Linked DNA regions of Pan troglodytes: region 1 is linked to region 2. Evidence: chromatin contacts called from public HiChIP or PLAC-seq data. All regions are on one chromosome and are shown on one strand. The core of a region is the stretch at or near the end of the contact, and the rest is flanking DNA. Distances in the headings are between cores, read along the strand shown.

The links. HiChIP or PLAC-seq counts read pairs in DNA pulled down with a chosen protein or histone mark.
Region 1: an H3K4me3 HiChIP or PLAC-seq map of stem cell-derived excitatory neurons shows a contact between it and region 2, with 5 times the contacts expected there. The contact joins the promoter of STK11IP here to the promoter of TMEM198 in region 2. A contact is called at or near these places in 1 of 7 Hi-C or Micro-C datasets (stem cell-derived neural progenitor cells) and 1 of 1 datasets of contacts at active chromatin or transcription factors (stem cell-derived excitatory neurons).

Annotation. Positions count from the first base shown.
Region 1 is chr13:121,856,562-121,861,328 of NHGRI_mPanTro3-v2.0_pri, forward strand. It overlaps STK11IP (serine/threonine kinase 11 interacting protein), which reads left to right and starts at 2,791. Exons shown (of 25, transcript XM_009444388.5): 1 at 2,791-2,880; 2 at 3,076-3,162. The coding sequence starts at 3,102.
Region 2 is chr13:121,802,186-121,806,930 of NHGRI_mPanTro3-v2.0_pri, forward strand. TMEM198 (transmembrane protein 198) reads left to right here and starts at 3,353. Exons shown (of 5, transcript XM_009444387.4): 1 at 3,353-3,834; 2 at 4,182-4,351. The coding sequence starts at 4,186. CHPF (chondroitin polymerizing factor) reads right to left here and starts at 3,433. Exons shown (of 4, transcript XM_003309469.6): 1 at 2,684-3,433; 2 at 1,077-1,650; 3 at 407-586; 4 at 1-96. The coding sequence starts at 2,997.

The sequences.
Region 1 (4,767 bases), core at 1,541-4,040, 54 kb after region 2:
ATCTCGAACTCCTAACCTCAAGTGATTCACTTGCCTTGGCCTCCCAAAGTGCTGGGATTTTGGGTGTGAGCCACTGTGCCTGGCTGGGTCATTTTTAATGTCCTAAAGTTCTCTTGTTCTCTTCACATAGATCTGGCATATTTCTCAAAATATTATAAGCATGTGTGTATTTGTATTTATATCTATAATTTATTGATTTTTTGGCTGCTATGATGAATGGGAATTTTTTTCCCTTTTAGATTTGCTAATCTAGACTTCATTTTGTAAAGGTTTTGTCTTAGTTGAAGTTCTTATGGTAGCAATTTACAGAAATACATTCAGATTAACTTAGGCCAAAAAAAAAGCGGGGGAGAATTCTCTGGAAGGCAGCCAAGGCCTCCCCTACAGGCCAAGGGTAGAAAGGAGAGTGGGCCTCACAAGGGGGAGGGAAACAAGAACTACGGAGTCTCCTGTTGCTTTCCCTTAGTAGATCTATTTTTCTCTCCCTCTGTAGTTCAGCTTTCTTTGCTTCTCCCTTTGTCCACTTCCACGTTTCTGAGAAGCAAAGGGATATAGAGCAAACCTGGCTACAGGGGCTACCCATGTGGGTGGAGCAATTCTCAGAAAATAACTATGGGTTGAAAAGGCATGGCTGAAACAGATTTCAAGACACTGCAATGTCAGTGACTTGAAAAGAATCTGTTTCTTGCCTAAGAGGGGTAGAGTTGGCAGTTACTGTTTGGGAGAATCTGCCCTTCTAAGTTCCAGGTGATTAATAAACAGGGACTGACAATTGTCAGGTTATGGGATTAATAATTCAACAAAATATACTGAGCTTTTACTCTGACTTTATATTTGCATACTAGTTAGCTGTTGTGGGGGCTGAAAAGTTGTGATGCCTTTCTTCCACATCATAAGGGTCAGAGCTCGTATAACAAAAGATAGGTTAAGAGAAAAATCTAAAATAAACTAAGAAGTTTATTTAATCAAAGTTTTACATGACATGGGAGCCTTCAGAAATGGCTACCCAAAGAGCCAGGGAAAACTTGCTTTTAATGCTTAGATTCTATGAAAAATGGACAGCCTGCAGTAATGTGGTTGGGCAAAAAGTGTGCCACTTAATAGTAACAGACAGCAGCTGGAAACCCAACAAGGTCTTTCTGTGTAGCATTCCTTCCTCCCAGGTATGAGGCAGGATCTCTTCCAGAATGAGGGTCTTACGGCCTACTATCAGACAAGGTAGGCCAGAGAAGTTCTTTACGGCCAGCTTGTTTTTTGGACTGAGTTTCCCTCCTGTTGCCCAGTCTGGAGTGCAATGGCGTGATTTCGGTTCACAGCAACCTCTGTCTCCCGGGTTCAAGCGATTCTCCTGCCTCAGCCTCCCGAATAGCTGGGATTACAGGCATGCACTACCACGCCCGGCTAATTTTGTATTTTTAGAAGACACAGGGTTTCTCCATGTTGGTTGGGCTGGTCTCGAACTCCCGACCTCTGGTGATCCGCTGGCCTCGGCCTCCCAAAGTGCTGGGATTACAGGCGTGAGCCACCGCGCCAGGCCACGGCCAGCTCTTACGTAGAAAGGTGGGGGAAGTTTAGGTTTTATGGCTGGCTTTGGGGGAGAGGGCTTCTAGTTTCTGTGACTCATCTTGGGGAAGAGGAATTCCGGTTTCTATGGCTTGCCTTGGGGAAGAAAGAAGGCTGGGAGACAGGAGGGCAGGAAAAGGTCGGAGAGACTGTGCCTGAGGCCTTCCAGTCTCTTTTAGTTCAAAATAGTCAGCACACCAAAGCGCCGTATTTTGGGGTATTGTTTTTCTGAGCTCAACACTGCTTCGGATGTATCTCCACTTACTTTATTTAACCTAAAAGGCTTTCAGCTCAGAGCACAAGTAGTATGCCATGAATGCGAAATTGTGTGGTTCAAATATTCAAAATATTTGAAATATTTGCCATTTCAAATATTTTGTCTTTAGAAAATAAAATCTTTCAAATCTGGCAACTGGGGATAAAGATGACTATGACCCTATTCCTCCTTTCAACTGGCTTAGGATTCATTTTGATTTTCCTCTGTAGAAATGGGGCGCTTCATGAAAGAAACTCTCCCTGAAAACCAGGAATTCTGTTAAAAGACCTTTTTGCTAATCTAGTTCAGTAGTTGACGTTAGCATTTGACGGGGAGCCTGGTGAAAGCTATCATGAGAATTCGGAAGCAAGAAACTGGCAGTCCTGGCGCTACTGGTTACTAATTGAACGAACTTCGCAAGTAACCTAGCCTCTGTGAACCTGTTCTCATTTTCAAACGCGGTTGAATAACTACTTTTCAACTAGGATGTTATGAAAGGTAATAGGGTAAAGACAAAGGACTAGGTTCGCGTGGAGCCCAGTACTGCTGAAGGAAAGATACACGAGTTTGGAGGGAGTCTAAGGAAAAGGAGGCAAAGGACCCCGGAGGTTATATCCTCGGTAGCCTCAGCTTTTACACGATCTAAGTCCATCCTACGGCGAATACGCTCTCCTTTCACTGGAAAATGACTGTTTGCTTTGAAAAAATTTTTATCTAACAAAGCTCCATTTCTCTAAACTTTGCTTCCCCGCCCAGTTTGCAAACGAGTCAGGGTTTCCTCACCGGCGCGGTAGGCTCGCCGAAAGCCAAGCGGGAGCCCCAGGCTGCGCAGGGCGGGGGAATAATGGGAGCCCAGCTCCGGGCCAGGAAGCCCAGGGAACCACTGCAGCCACCACCGCGGTCAGGAGACAGCCCCCGCACCGCCCCTTTTCGATTCGTTTGCATAACCTACGGCGCGGTTTCCGGCGGCAGAGGCATGTTTTCCGGTCGTCCCTTGGCTCGCTTTTCTTCCGGGGCGGGACTTCCTTTCCATCATTGATAGGCGCCGGGCAGCTGAGCTGGTAGGAGGACCAGACGGGGAGGTTCGGTATGTCTGACCAGGACTTATGTTCCTCGAAAGGGCGGCCAGGAGGATGCTCTTCCTCTCTTTCCTTGCTCGCCTTTTTCTCCGCATGACGCCTCGGTTTGCGCGGACGCCGTGGGCTTTTGGCACTACCGCCCACCTGAGGCTCTTCCGCTTCCTCTTTCCCCCCCAGGCTCCGCCCCCCAGCGTCCCGTGGCCATGACGACCGCTCAGAGGGACTCCCTGGTGTGGAAGCTCGCGGGGTTGCTGCGGGAGTCCGGTGAGTGGACTTCCGGTTGGGCTGGGCCTCGGACCTCGGACGAGGTAGGGGTGGTGCTTTCTGGAGACACGCCCTGAGAGTCATGGAGTTACGACTGGTAGGGTCACCAGGTGTCAGAGTTCAATTTCTTTACTTTTCCCAGGTTTGTTCGCCCGTACAGTGTCCTTTGCCTGTGATAGCCTAAACTCTAGCCGTCTTTTGAGGCCAAAGGGCGGTATCCCTCCCTCCGTGCCTTCTGACACTGTCAGAAGGAAGTGATCATTACCTGACTAAAAGCCCCTCAGGACCAGGGACTGATCTCGATCATAATCATTATTGTGTAGCAAGGTACTAAGTACAGTAGATAGAAGCACGAGATTTGGAGTCGGACCCACTTGGGTTGGAATATCAACCCTCTTTCAAACTTGCCATACTGTTTCCTGAGGCTCAGTTTTCCTCACAGATTGGCATAGTGATTGTACTTAACATTTGTGGGGATTCGTTTTAATTCATGTATTTAGTACAATGCCTGCAAGTATAGTAACTGCTTACAGTTGGGAGCTATTGTTATTGTAATGATTTCCCTGATGCTTGGCACTGTGCCTGGGCATAGTGGAGCCACAGTAGTTGTTGAATACTTGGTTGGCATTAGTTGTGGTAGAAAAAGCCTTGGCTTTGAGATCAGATAGGAGAAGTAACTTCCTACCAATTATATGATCTCCATCAAGATTTTTCACTTTTTTGAACCTCAATTTTCATATCTGTAAGATGGGGTTAATAGTGCTTCTCTTTGAGAGATTCTGAGAAGGTTTGAATGAGATACCAAAGTCATCTGGTACATACTACAGTTAATGTTAGCTGTCCTCCATCACTCCATGCTCCTATTGACGATATCTGTGGAAGCTCTCTTTATAGCAGTTTTCTTTTCTTTCTTTTCTTTTTTTTGAGACAGAGTCTTGCTGTGTCACCCAGGCTGGAGTGCAGTGGCGCAATCTCAGCTCACTGCAACCTCCACCTCCTGGGACGAAGTGATTCTCCTGCCTCAGCCTCCTGAGTAGCTGGGACTACAGGTGTGCACCACCATGACCGGCTAATTTTTGTATTTTTAGTAGAGACAGGGTTTCACCATGTTGGCCAGGTTGGTCTTGAACTCCTGACCTCAAGTGATTAACCTGCCTTGGCCTCCCAAAGTGCTAGGATTAAAGTCGTGAGCCACAGCACCTGGCCAGTAGCAGTTTTATTTCCTGGCTTGTATTGATAACTTTGCAAATGTCTTATATCCTTCTCTGGGAGGAGACAACTAGGAGGCCCTTTGAACGTGGGAAGAGTCCTTGAACCATGTCTGTATCTATCCTCAGTGTCTAGTACATACAGAATCCTTCATGTCAGGTTGTAGGACTTGTTAATTTATTCAGTGATGAATAGTGGGTGTGTGAATGTGTGACTACAAGGAGGTAGCAGGAGAAGAGCTTTGTGGCAGCAGAATAGTTTTGTATCTTGATTGCGTGGCTGCAGGAATTTATATAAACAGCATATAGCTATATATACATATTGTACCAACATCAGTGTCCTGAATTTTTTTTTTTTTTTTTGAGACGGAGTCTCGCTCTGTCACCCAGGCTGGAG
Region 2 (4,745 bases), core at 2,103-4,602:
GCGGGAGGCCGGGCGGGATGGTGCTGGAATGCCCACGGGCCAAGCAGCTGCCCGGTCCCCATCAACGGCCAGACGGCTGGTATTCTGGATCTCCCACTGGATCAGAGAAACAGGCCATCAGCAAGGGACAGATTAGAGGGAGCAGCACACAGCTGGGGGACTGGGTAGGCAGTAGGTGCCACTCAGGATGGGCCCCTCATCCCCTGCCAACCTCTGCCCACCCAGGGCCCATACCTATCATTTCCCCAGCATAGACAGCCAGGAGGCTCATCAGAGAATGTAGAAACAGGCAGGGGCTGGGAAGTAGTTTTGTTCTGTGATTCTAGTGCTAACTTGTCATTTCTCTGGGCTGTGACTTCTCAGATCCCGTCCCCGTCACTCTGCCACCCCCAGACCTAGACCATACCTGTAACTCCTGGATCTCCTGGTACGTGCGTTCCAGTTCAGCTCGGGCGAAAGCCTTGTGCAGCTGGTACATGTGCACAGGGTCACGCACAGGGTGGGCTGTCAGGGCACTTCGGAAACGAGGGTCCCCCTCCTGCACTGGCTCCCCAGGGCTCAGCTCCAGATGGCTATAGTGCACCCCCTGGGGAGAGGAAGGGAAGGGATCTGTGATGAGCTGGCATTGTCTTCCGTTGTCTCATAGTAAGTGTCTCATCTCCTCAGCCTATGACCTGTTGTGGACTTGCAGTCTGAGGGTTTAAGTCTACCCTGACCAGTTGTGAGTCTGTGTGACCTTCAGCATGCCTCCGCTAGCTCATCTGCGAAATGGGCATGCGTCCTGTCTCAGAGCTGTCCAAGGGCTAAAATAATAACTAACATCAAATGCCTATTATGTACAAGGCTCCCTGATTTTTTCTAATCCTTGTAACAACCCCGAGCAATAATTATTTCCATTGGCACAAAGGAAGATACTGAAGCCCAGGATATTTAGTAATTTACTGGGGGTCACAGAGATAGAAAATAAATGTCCGAATTGGCATGGAAAAGCAGGCCTGTATCTCCAACATCCCTTTGCCTCTCAGAGGGATTTGAACATGACAAGGAGGTATCAGTGGGATAGCTTATCGTCCCACCTCGTGGTCACCAGTGCAGCCCACCCCGGTGGCATCGAGAATGCAGCGACCCAGCCACTCGTCAGGGCGCGCACTGACGATGTCGTTGCGGCAGCCTTCCAGGTGGGGGCGCAGTTGCTGCAGCAGCATGCGCGACAGCAGCACCCCAAAGCCTCCGTGGCAGTAGCGGCCGGGGGTGGGCTCTCCGCCGATGAAGTCCTGGGGCCGGCCCAGGTACAGGTGGGCGGCGGAGGCCAGGCTGAGGTGGCCAGTTAGGCGTGCCAGGCCGTGCGCCTCGGTGTAGGTGGTGTCAGGCACCAGGAAGAACCAGTCAAAGTCGTCGCCGTGCTGCTCCAGCAGGTGGCGCAGCGCCAGGTGCAGGTGTCCGATGGGTCGCTCCTCGCCCAGCGTCACCACTGCCATGCCAGGTGGGGCCCGGCGGCCCCGTGCGCCCGTCAGGAACACCACACGCTCCAGCCGGTGCCCCAGCGTGCGATTCACGGCCACGCCCAGCGTGGGCAGCGTGGCCTGAGAGGTCAGCACCGCCACCAGCAGCCTCTGCCTGATGCCCAGCTCCGTGCTGATGTAGCGGGTCCTAGGGGAGGAGATGGCACAAGCTTATCAAAAAGACAACGGGGCGGGGGGTGGGGGGAGTGGTCAGCACAGACCCTGGCAGGTCACATCTTCTCTGTATCTGTTTTCTCACCTATGAATAGGTTAAAAATAAACCCTCTCTCCCAGGGGTCATGAGGATTTAAACGAAATGGTCTTAAACAGGTAGTGCTTTGCATTTGGGAGATGGCAATACCCACCCAGATAGGAGAGAGATATTGTGGGTCTGACTCCGGGGTTCGCTACTTAGTAGTTATGTCCTTGAGCATGTTATTTAACCTGAGCCATCTGTAAAATGGGACTGATTATATCTGTTTAAAGCACCCAGCCAAACGCTGGACACACCATGTATCTACTCATTTCTATATAAATATGCCATTATGCCACAAATGCCTCACATAAATGATATAAAGAAACGTTTGGCATAGGGGTGTACTGAGTGTTTTTGCGGGGAGGGGCAAACTGCACTCAGGGGCTCTAGGAACTTACCTTTTGGTAAGGCAGAAGGTAAATTGCAGAACCAGCATTTGAACCCAATGTTACTTAGAAGTTATTTCAACTCATCAGCAGAGACATTAATGAGATAGGTACATTCCTCCCTCCCCCATCTCACCCTGAGGTGGCCCTTGTAACCCACTCAGGAACAAGAGATCCAGGTAAATCCTAGTTCTCTCCTTTCTCTTTCCCTGTCTCTATACACTCACCCTATATACAAATCATTTCTCTAACACCAGCAGCCCAGCCAGGGAGCTAGTAGGATCTCTGGGGTGCCATCGGGTCGAGCCAGTTTAGGACAGAGATTAGTAAGTTCAGCCCAGGCCGGGATAGGGCCCAGAGAAAGTCTCGGACTGGCCCCACGGCTCTCGGGAAGGCAGGGCCATCGGAAGTTATCGGGGCCCAAAGACTTCCTGGCTCGCCAGCCCCTTCCTTCCGGAGCCCGACCCGGGCCCGGGCGACTTCCCCGCGCGCTTCCCGGCCGCTGCCCAGGGGGTAGAGCGGGCGCAGCCGATCACTACCTGACGGCCTTTTTGGCGGCCTGGCCGGGCTGTGCGGGGTGGTAGGGCAAGACGCGCGGCTCCCAATTCTCCCCGGCGCCTTCGCCGGCCCCGGGCTTCTCGCGCTCCGCTCCGGGCTGCACCGAGTTGGGCCGGCGCGCCGCGTTGGTGTTGCCGCGCGGCGGCAGCTCAGAGTCTCCAGTTTGGGGCGGGCCTGGGCCACACGGCTCCTCCACCCAGGTGACGCTGAGCAGGCTCAAGGTGAAGCCCAGGGAGATGCCCACGGCCACGGGCCCTGCGGGCCGCAGCACCGACAGCAGCAGCGATGCCCGCATGGCGCCCGGACCGCGGGTCCCGGGCCCCGGCGAAGCCCCAGAGCAGCCAGAGGAGGCTCCGAGGGGGCGGGACCGGGGAGGGGGCGGATCCGGAGGGCTCGGGCCCCGCGGGCGGGCCCGCTCCCTCCCCGCAGAGCAGAGCCAGCGGCCCGAGCCGAATCCCCGGAGCCGCGCCTCGATTCCCCTCCAGCAGCTGCTCTGGGCTGCGCAGGGTTCTTGCGCTCGGCACTGGAGCCTCAGCCGCGGCCGCAGCTGTCCGACGTGTCACTGCAAGGGCCCCGCCCCCGGGGTGGGGTCTCGGGCTCTCGCTACCGGAGAGGGAGGAGAAGTGGGAGGTTAAAGGGGAAGGACCCCCGGAAGTGCCCCCTCCTCAGTGCGGGAGAGGGAGACGCCGGGGGCGGAGTCCCCTGCCTCCCGCGGCGTGGTTGGTGCGTCCCAGGTGACGTCAGAAGCAGCCCGCCCCTGCCTGGATGGTGCGCCGAGTGACGTCAGGAGCAGAGGCCGGAGCTGTCCATCAGCACCAAAGGCCGCGGGCGGGCTCAGGGCATGGGGCCGCGGTTCTGGGGCGGCCCGAGCCCCGGCTCCTGCGCCTTCCCCTTCCTCAGGCCCAGCCCGAGTTCCTGGACGTCGCGGGACTGGAGTGCCAGCCGGTGTTGGACGTGGAGCGGCGCCACCACCGCGCCGACACCATTCTCTCCGGCCCAGCAGCCCCCTTCCTCGCACGACGGACTTTCCCTGGACCCCAGTCAGTTGGAGCCTCTGGCGCCCCGCAACCCCGGCCCCTCGGGCCTCTGCACAGCCTCTTTCACTCAGAAGCTCAGGTCGCCTCCAGCCCAGGTAAATCTTGGACAATCCCATATTGAGCCGCCCACAGATGAATCTCTTGGCTGCCTCCTTCTCACTGGCAGCACTCTCCCTTCATCCCCCCTGACTCCCGTCCCTCTTTTAACTTCATCCCAGCCTCCACTAGCCAGGCACTTTTGTTTCCCTTTGTCTTTGCTCCCCACTCCAGAGATGCTTCCAGAGCTGCACAAATGTGGATACCACTCCTTTGTCCACTGTCCTTGCTGAGTTCTCCCAATCCCTCTCCCACCCCCATCCTGGTGGGGACCCAGGACTCCTCCGTGACCCCAACTTTCCCTCTGTCAGGTTAACTTGGGAGGGTGACTCCCTTCTATTCCCAGCACTATGCCGGGGACTGTGGCAACACTGCGGTTCCAGCTGCTGCCCCCTGAGCCAGATGATGCCTTCTGGGGTGCACCTTGTGAACAGCCCCTGGAGCGCAGGTACCAGGCACTGCCGGCCCTCGTCTGCATCATGTGCTGTTTGTTTGGAGTCGTCTACTGCTTCTTCGGTGAGATCCCCATCTCATCCCTCACCTGGGCTCCCCAGTGTTTCCCCGAGTTCTTTTTCTGGGCCCCCAAGTCTTCTCTGAATCCCTCTACCATCATGAATAATTCTTCCTTTTCTTTCATCCCACACATTTATAGATTGTCTAGACTCTAGATTATAGGAAAAACAGGTTTTTGGATTAGGCACACCTGAGTGTGAATTTACTTAGCTTTGCAGTTACTAATTGTGATGTCTTGGGCACATTAATCTGTCTGAGCCTCAGTTTTCTCATCTGAACAATGATCACAATATTTGTCTCATGTAGTGTTGTGAGAATTAGTAAGCATTCAATAAATTGTAGCTATTGTGGTGAGGATGTGTTTGGGTAACTGTGCTAGGTAGCCACTGAAAACACT